3 separate regions of the Gossypium hirsutum genome follow, and all the other regions are linked to region 1. The links are chromatin contacts, called in public Hi-C maps. All regions are on one chromosome and are shown on one strand. The core of a region is the stretch at or near the end of the contact, and the rest is flanking DNA. Distances in the headings are between cores, read along the strand shown. Region 1 holds the start of LOC107954090 (calcium-transporting ATPase 1, endoplasmic reticulum-type). Region 2 has its middle 12 kb from the start of LOC107956627. Region 3 holds the start of LOC121219410 (protein SODIUM POTASSIUM ROOT DEFECTIVE 2).

What was found. A called contact is a pair of places that touch in the nucleus more often than the background predicts.
Region 2: a Hi-C map of hypocotyl shows a contact between it and region 1, with 1.6 times the contacts expected there. The contact joins the enhancer-like site here to the promoter of LOC107954090 in region 1. A contact is called at or near these places in 2 of 34 Hi-C or Micro-C datasets (hypocotyl and leaf).
Region 3: a contact with region 1 is called in a Hi-C map of leaf, with 2.7 times the contacts expected there. The contact joins the promoter of LOC121219410 here to the promoter of LOC107954090 in region 1. A contact is called at or near these places in 2 of 34 Hi-C or Micro-C datasets (both in leaf).

Annotation. Positions count from the first base shown.
Region 1 is chrD07:12,861,793-12,864,828 of Gossypium_hirsutum_v2.1, reverse strand. LOC107954090 (calcium-transporting ATPase 1, endoplasmic reticulum-type) reads left to right here and starts at 1,427. Exons shown (of 9, transcript XM_041097517.1): 1 at 1,427-1,600; 2 at 2,850-3,036. The coding sequence starts at 2,952.
Region 2 is chrD07:12,700,866-12,703,935 of Gossypium_hirsutum_v2.1, reverse strand. No RefSeq gene overlaps it. Among protein-coding and RNA genes, the nearest start is that of LOC107956627, 12 kb to the right of the region's middle. Within about 2 kb of position 1,450, at least 9 of the 9 cell types and tissues checked have an H3K27ac peak or open chromatin away from gene starts, as enhancers often do. A contact at or near this core is called in hypocotyl and leaf, where this site is marked.
Region 3 is chrD07:13,058,237-13,061,405 of Gossypium_hirsutum_v2.1, reverse strand. It overlaps LOC121219410 (protein SODIUM POTASSIUM ROOT DEFECTIVE 2), which reads right to left and starts at 1,488. Exons shown (of 2, transcript XM_041097522.1): 1 at 1,030-1,488; 2 at 1-845. The coding sequence starts at 1,360. The coding sequence ends at 733.

The sequences.
Region 1 (3,036 bases), core at 178-2,677:
CTTCTAAGCTCCCAATTCATAGCTATTAAAGACCAGCTGATATGTTACATTTATATGTACAATACAAATACCTCACATTTATCCTAAAAAAAATAGAGAAATTATAATGTTACATCAAATCGATACATTAGACTAAAACTCACACATGATGAAATTCAAAAATTTACACTTATAATTACACATAATAAATCTTAAATCTAAGTACTCAATGCTCAAAATCTCTAGTACTTTCACTAATTGTGCCAAGTTTAATTGGTAACATTAATTTTTCTTGAGTATATTCATATGAGCGCATATATATATACATATGACATTTACCTAAGCTCAAATAACAGTGAAGGATAGCTTGGGTAATCCTATAATGAATTATTTCTTCAAAATAGAATTAAAAGCAAACTTGACTTGTTTAAACATTCCATATCCAAATTTGACTTTTCACATTTTCATCTTTGAATAAATAAAATTCATGTTAGTTTCCTAGCACTGGAAAAGTTGGCATATAGAAGAAAATCCTTTTTAAATTTGTAAATATACACTCAATTGCAAGAAGAAACTCTATCACGCCATCTTTATGTCCCCACAAGAAAACCCCCAATAATAAAAAAAAAAGCAACTTAGAATGGTCACACAAATCAATAGAATATTTGACCCCTTAACTTATCCATTTATCCTTAATTGGTTCCTAAACTTTATTTTGGACCTAACTAATTCGATGGAGCCATGCGATGACCTCTCAATGTGCTAAGTAACAAACATAAATTAAAAATATATAAATATAAATATATAAATTATGTTTGCCTTCTGAGATGTTGCCACATGACATCACCACATTGACTAGAAATGCTATGGTAACACAAACTAATGATGTTAGTGTGAATGGACTAACTTGATTGATGGAATACAAGTTTAAGAACCAATTGAATCCAAAAATATTTAAGAACCATCTAGATACAAATAAATAAGTCTAGGGCCCAAATTATATATTATCTCTTATATCAACCCCAAATTCTTTACTAGCAAGGGAAGTAGGAAAGGAATAGGAAATTTTTTAAGCATTAATTAGAAAGTTTGCATTTGATGAATTTATAAACTATTAATAAATTGTACTATGGTATGTTATTAAAAAAAATGAAAATTTTACTAGCTAAAACAATATAATTTGTAATTATAATTGCTTGAAAAAGAAAGAAAGAAAAGTGTGCACCTTTACGAAAGGGGAGATTCAGTGTGGGAGGCCACAAACATTGAAACAAAAAGGTCGCCCCTATTTGTTTGCCACATGGGAAAGGGCATGAAAAGCGATCACTTAACGTGGGCCTATCGTTTGATCTATGAACACGTGGCAATGCCTTATTAGTTAAGGCACTGTGGAATCTAGGTCCTTCTAAGAAGACAAAAGAGAATACGCACATAGAGATAGAGGAGAAAGCGATGTTTTCTAGCCATTGAATCGCTCTCTCTCCTTTCTATTTATTAAGATCCCAAAGATCAAAACTGTAATTAAAAGAAAAAAATTCTTTTTAAAAAAATTACAGAGTAAAAAAGAAAAAAAGAGAAAGAATCAGAAGCTGAGTGGAAACAGAGAAACTCCAGGATTTTGGTAAGCATTTTTTATTTTTTATTTTATTTTTACTTTTGATTCATATAATTTCTATTGTGTTTGGTTGCTGAGAAAATTTAATGAACAGATAATTTGGGAGAAATTCAATGATAAAAAATGAGATCGGATTTATGGATTCAATCGAAATTTAGAACTGTTTTCTTTGTTGGAAGTGAAACATAGAAGTGCTTAAAGAATAAAGAGACTGGATCAGTGAAAATGGGAGACAAGGTGGAAATCAAGAACGAATAAAATATATACGATGAAAAGCAGTTAAAAATCTAATAAAACCGGAAATGATATAATATTTCATTGATATGGACTCTTTTTAGCCCAAGTGATCATAGATTGAAAGGCCCAAACTGGGGCCCTTAGGGCATCCGATTGATTTTCAATTATTTTTTTTCTTTAATTCGTCCTTTTAACTGTCCAACTGCTCCTCAGACTCTTTCTGTTCTCTTCTTCGGTTCTTCACATCTTCTTCATTCAGTTTAAGGTTAGATCTTTGAGTATTTCATTTTTATTCCCTGAATGTTTGTCTGGTTTGGATGGGTGTTCATCTGTCGATCTGGTGATATTGAAGTCGCTCTTAACGATAAAATTTCCAATTTTGATTTGGTCAAACTCAAAACCGACCTTGGGTTGTTTCTCTTTTAGTGCCAAACCAGAACTATATAATGATTTCTTTTTTTTTTGTCAAGTTTTAAGCAACTTTGAGCGCAGCTTTCCCATGTATAAATCATGAAAATGACGACCTTAGCATGCAGGAATTGTTTTTTGCATCGCCTTTTCTATTTAGGAAATGTTCTATCAATATTGGATGCCAAGTCTTGCTGAACACGAAACTAAAACCTGCTTATTAAACATGTTAATATCTTTAGAATTATTTTCTCATATACTTCTTTTATACTGATTTCCCTTTGCTTCTTTTTGAAAAATTTTGATTTTTTTTTATAATTTATGCTGCCCCATCCTTTCAAGTGGTTGAACCGGAAATCAGAGATGCTTCTGGGTAACTCCAGTTTTTTACTCCTTGGTTAATTGTTTCTAATGTATAAATTTGTAAAAAAAAAAAGAAAAAGAAAAAGTGGAATGGGTAATGGAAGAAAGCGGTATTCTTTATTTACTCTTTTATTGTTTTTCTTATTGTTTTGGGGACAAATAGATTGGTAATTTTTAATGCTTACTGGGTTTTTGTTAATTTACTTTGTTGATCAAGATGTTACTTTAATTTTTTTTTTGCTTTCAGGTCCACTGTTGAAGATAGGAAGTAAAGTTTCAACTTTTAACTTAAGCTATTTTGATTTTTCTTCAATTACTTGAAGAACTTTTTCTTCAGCATTGAATTTCAATGGGGAGAGGTGAGGAAGACCATGGGAAGAGAGAAAAAATCAGTGCTGCTTCTTCCAAGGTAGAAAATTTTCCTGCTTGGGCAA
Region 2 (3,070 bases), core at 201-2,700, 160 kb after region 1:
GGGTCTTTAGACCCAGGTCAAAATTGACCTGTTACAGTTATATTCATTAATCTTGATAAACCCCTGGTTTCCCAAATTCTAATCAATGGTGTTATTCAAAGGATTGAATATGAATCTTTGCCGATTGTTTGCTTTGCCTGCGATATATACGGACATGGAAAAGATTTATGCCCTTCTACTAAAAGTGGTTTGGTGGAGGAGGGTGAACAGGTTGTAGTGACTGGAAATGGGAAAGATGCTGCAGTGCTTGAGGCGGCCGGCGGTTAGACTGAATCAACGAACTTTGGCTATTGGATGATTGTTGAAAAAAAATCAAGGCGTAATCTTAGGGATATTCGGGGATCTGGGGATGGAATCAAGGCAAAATATTTTTCTGGCTCCCGTTATAGCATTATGACTGCTGCAAATCAGTAGGACTGCGGATTGGAAGGGATTTTGAAGGAAACTTATTGACAAGGAAAGGGAACGTTGGAGAATAATAGGCGTGGGATTGCTTTTCAAACCTCTAATTCTGGAGTAGGAAAATGACGGTTAATTTACATAAATAATATAAAAAAAATTAATTTTTGAAATGAGTTATAGTCAGATTAATTACGAAAATAGTATTTTTTTTGAGTAAAGCCTTTCTCATAGGCGCCACCACTTGTATTATTTTTTTCCGGTTCAATACATGACCTGTATATATATACAAATGTGGCATGGGATAGGTGGTGTCTATCTGGTAGGCGCCACTGGTGACTCCTATCAATAAAAATTGTCAAATAAAAATAAAATTACATTATAAAAAAGTTACATTAATAAAAAATCACAAAACACTAAACTAAACACTAACAATTTATATAACCTAATCATTAATTACTAACAAAAAAAACTATAAAATTATTATTTTTAAAAATTAAATTACTAAAAAATCACAAAACCATAAACTAAACACTAACAATTTATAAACTAATCATAAATTACTAACAAAATAACTATAACATTAAAAAAAAGAATTTACATTACTATTAAATCACAAAACACTAACAATTTGTAAACTAATTATAAATTACTAACGAAATAACTATAAAAATATTTTTTTAATATTTTACATTACTAAAAAATCACAAAACACAAAACACTAACAAAATAACTAACAATTTATAATAAAATATTTTCAACCCATATTTTGACCCGTATAAATATATACATTTTAAAAAAAATTATTTCTTTATAAAAACAAAAAAAAAATATTATAAAAAAGTGGTGGCAGAAAAGCTCCACCCAAAAAACATACTATTTTCCTAATTAATCCCAGAAATTAATTTTTTACATTATTTATGTAAATTAATCGAAAATGACCCACTTCTAGGCCAATCAAGTTTTCAGGCAATGTAGAGATTGGGTTGAGGAAAGCCCCTTTTATTGAATAGCTATTTATTGGAGACAAGGTTGGGTTGCGGATTGGGCTAAAAGATATGTCTGCCCCGGGTTCGATTGAGATCCTTAGGGATCATGCTAACAATACCGAAAGAGTGGGCTTAAAGAGTTCAAAACACAAATTGGAAGATTGTTTGCTATCGTTTCAAAATTCTACAAATTCGTCTCTGGCCATTGGAAAGAAATTTCCAACAATAGACATTGAAAATTTAAATGGTGATTTTTTAAATTCCGTTATTCCTAATGTAAATTCGTCTCACTTTAATCCCACCTTTGGAGGTACAATCGAATTGGAAGTGGGGGTCAAAGAAGGGCTGCTTGATGCAGGGAAGCATAGCGATATAATTTTTAAAGAAAATGGCTCTCTCAACCCAACCATTTCAAAAGCTGGAAACGGGTTCGCTTCTGTGGTGAGATCGTCTTCGCTCCAAAGTGATAGTAATAGTGGAAGGAAAGTGAATGATAGTCGGCATGGAAAGAATTTTAACAAAATATTTTGCGGTCCGAAAAGAAATTTTAAAGTGTCCAGCTCTTCACGGGTTCCCTTAGCTGAGTCAGTCAACTCCATGGTTGACTTTATATCGACACAACTTGCTTCTGATACTGGTAAGGGGTAGCAGGGGAAATTGTGGAAGTCCCAGTTACGATGGAACAAGACAGGCAATAAGGTTTTTTTTTATTTGTTTTTTTTTTACAATTTTATAATGGATTTAAAATTTTCTGTTATGTTATGAAATTGCCAAGGATGTGCAGGGATTAATTTTCCTCGTGCCTTCAAAGAATATAATCTGGAATACTAGCCAGACATTGTCAGTTTATTGGAACCCAAAACTAGTGGTTTTAAAGTTGATGTGGTTATTGCTAAATTAGGCTTTCAAAATTCTCATCGAGTAGAAGCAGTGGGTTTTTCTGGGGGTATATGGATTGGTTGGAAGGACTCTGTTAAAGTTGAGATAGTCAAGAATAACCCTCAATTTATTTTGACTCGTGTTCTTAGTAACAGTTTATCTGAAGGTGTTTTTATAGCTTTTGTGTATGGAAGCCCGAATAAGACAAAACAAAAATTTCTTTGGGGGATTTTAAGAGGTTGTTCCCTTCTAAGCTGGTTCCTTGGATGGATATAGGGGATTTTAATGCCATTCTTTCTGAGAGTAAAAATTTTGGAGGTCGCTGGAATGGTAAACATTGTTCTTTCTTTAGGGATTTTGTGGATTCTTTGGCCATGTAAGATTTAGGCTTCAAGGGTCCAACCTTTACTTGGCAGAGGGGTAGGGTCTTTGAAAGGCTTGATCGAGCCATTGGAAATGATGATTGAATCAAAATTTTTCCTTATTGCATGATTTCCCACCTTCCCAAAATCAAGTCAGATCATCAACCCATTCTTCTCTCACTTAGACCGAAGTCTCATACATTCGTAAGACGTCTGTTTCAGTTTTTGGCAGGTTGGACTAAACATAAAGACTTTTCTAATTTTGTTAAAGACAAATGGAATTTTAATGGCAGCATGTTTGAGGCCATCTTTTCTTTCTCTGCTAATATTTCGGTCTGGAATAAAATCGTATACGGTCACGTTGGGTCGAGGAAAAACAACTTTTGCACAGGTTGGCTAGCATTCAGAGTTTATTGGAAAGATCTAATTCAGAATGCCTTC
Region 3 (3,169 bases), core at 239-2,738, 200 kb before region 1:
AGGTTTTGTAACTGTTGGTTTATATATTTCATGGTGTTTTGTTGGCTAGTAACGATGGATTGAAGAGAGCTCAGGACGGTGGATTGGTTGTTTAGGACGGTGGCTTAGGCGGAAAGGTCATGTTGTATGGTGGTGACAGCTGTGTTGAGGCGAGCAAGACAAGTGTTGTCTACTATGGGAAGGTGGAGATAACGAGAGCACCAAATGTAACAACTAAAACATGGTACAAGCAATTATAGTCTCAAAGGGAAAGTTTTTACTATTTTCTGAACCAATGAGTACAAATGAGGCAAGTTACAAGGCTATGACAGAAATGAGGGATTAAAGAAGAGAATAGAAAGCTTAGTACATCTTGTACTAGCTGAGAGAAAGAAGGAGGTAGCAGCTATTGAATAATTTCATGCCTTCACCTGGTAGTACCCCTGCATATTTATACAATAGTACCCAATGCTATTTACCAGAATTGTACCTAAATTGTGGTTAGCCCACCACGTACCCACGCAGGACCACATGTGTCTTTATCTCACGCTGGGGTCTGTTGCTTTCTAACGGTTTGTCACAGGAATCTTCATTACTGCTCGTGCTTGGCATAAGGGCTGGGTCGAGGCCCGTTACACCACACCAACTACAAATTCTAATAGCATTATTAGAGTTTACATCTAGCAAGTTTGGAATTCGAGTAATTTTAATCAGTAATTGGTTTGACCACGGTGGAGATACAGATGGAGATGACTAGAGCTGTGCATTCTTCACCTTGGACACGCTTGCTAGAACGCTTGAAGGTGTTACATCGCTAATTACCGTCACTTTCTTTGTGGCCAAATCTATACTAAATGATATCAATCCTGCAAACAAAATAAATGTTGAATAACACCATGTCTACCTAGATTCAAATATGATACTGCATTTTTCTTACGACCAATAATAACTACTTAAAGTTTATACTTTGCTTTAACATTAACAAACATGTTGCAAAAGCATGGTCAGATAATATAAGCAAAAGCTTTTCAATCTGTTGCTGAAACTGACCTTTCATTTTCGAGATTTGTTTCTTTACTTTTCCTTCACATCCTTTGTAGTGGATTGATACCCTCAAAACCACCACATGCTTAGGCTTTGCTGTGACATGGTCAGAGTCTGATAAACAATCGATAAAAGGCCTATCACTTAGAAGATATCTTGTGGAACCGTTGGTTGGAGGATTAGTTAGATCATGAATATGGGCTGAGCGTTTACGATGTACATCGCTTGGCTTAACAGACTTGTTTCTAGTCGTAAGAATTATAGGCAGTTGTGATGAGCAAGGTGAATATGGCTTAGACTTTTGAGGATCAAGAGGCCTATGGCCATGGCGAACCATGGAGCGATGGTCCAAGTGTGATCAGGTGGCTATGGAAGTTGGAAAAGCACAGAAAAGATGCATTCCTTTCATGACACACTGAAGTTTTGTTGAGGTAAATATGGTATAGTTTTGAGGAAGAAAAGCTGAAATAGAGTTACAAAAGAGTAATAAGGATCTTTCTTATCATTATAAGGCCAACTAATCCGTTTTTATAATTGGTGGATTAAGGAGAGAGAAAGAGAAAGAGAAGGGAAAAAAAATTAAAATTAGGGTAAATTACGCCCAATGTCATTAAACTATTAGTAAGTTTACGTTTTGATCACTCAACTTCAAGAAGTTACAAAATGGTTGCTAAACTATTCAAAAGTTTTCATTTAAGTCACTAAACTATTTAGAATTTTTATTTAAGTCATTGAGCTATTAAGGTTTTTTTTTTCTTAAAAAAAAACTCTAGTTAGTAAGCTCCAAGCGACGATTCGATAATCGATATAGTGGATCAGTATCCATTGAAAATAGAAGAACATTCTTTAGATCCAAGTCGATCCGACAATCAATGTTAGAGATAGGAGAAGAAAGTTGTTTAGATTTTGGTTCACAGATTTTAATGTTTAAAGTTGTTTCATGGAAAAAATAAATTGGAATGTAAAAGAGAATGGGAAGGTGAGCACTTTTCTAGTAGTGTAGGGAGTGTAAATAGAGAAAGTCATACGACATCTATTTTAATAGTCCAGTGACTTAAATGAAAACTTTCGAATAATTTAATTATTATTTTGTAACTTATTTAAATTGAGTAATTAAAAAGTAAACTTATTAATAATTTAGTCAAATTTGATATACCTATAAATAAATATAAGGCATATTTAATCCAATTTATTCATATACAATTATTGTGTACCAGGTTCTTAAAGTGGTGATATAATCCGATTCAGTCTATTAAAAGAATATCAACATTCGAATCGCCATAATGATTAACAATAGAGCGGGAAATATGGGATCGGCACCGGCAGAGAGGCAGCAGCTTCACAATGTGTATAAATTAATCCAAGTTTATTTCAATAAACTAAGATATCTCTAACTTATTCATAGTAATTAGTATTAAGGACGACCCACTTCATTTGTTCTCAGTTTCATTGCCGTATTCTTGTGACCTCTATCACTGGTCAACAAGATGTTGTTTCTCGTACGTGCAACAATTATACTTGTCTGTTAATCATACTTTTAAACAAAAATTAAATTCTTTTATTTTTGTTCTTGATTAAAAAAGTGTTTTTTTGTTCCAAAAAAATTTTAAAAAGTTCAAAAATATTTTATTTAACAATATTTTGATTTTAAATGTGTTATATACCCAAAAATCTTCCTAGAAATAACGTTAAAACTGCTGACATTCATTATGAACAAATGTTAACAATTGACTTTGTTAATGTGAAAAAGTTGATTTTATCTTTGTTTGTAATTTAATTCCATAATTTTACCTGAGAAAGCAGCTCATACACACTTAATGATTTAGCCATAAAAATGGAATTAGAATCTTTATGATCGCTTTTCCTCTAATATTTTCTTTCTAGTATCCCATTGCCCATCACATTCATTCGGGATTGCTAAACCTTAATATGTTAAACTCTTTTCTGAAAGTAAAAGATCTTACCATCAAATACACACTTTAGTCCAAATATTTGATCAAATTGGGTAAAAAGAAAATTGTTTAAAGTCGAAAGCTAGGCTTCACCTTGTGCTTCACTATAAAATTTGGGTTTTTCCACTGGTTTCCTCCCCAAAATGAAGATTTAAAGCCCAAAATTCACACGTGTGGAGTAAGATGTTGTGTTT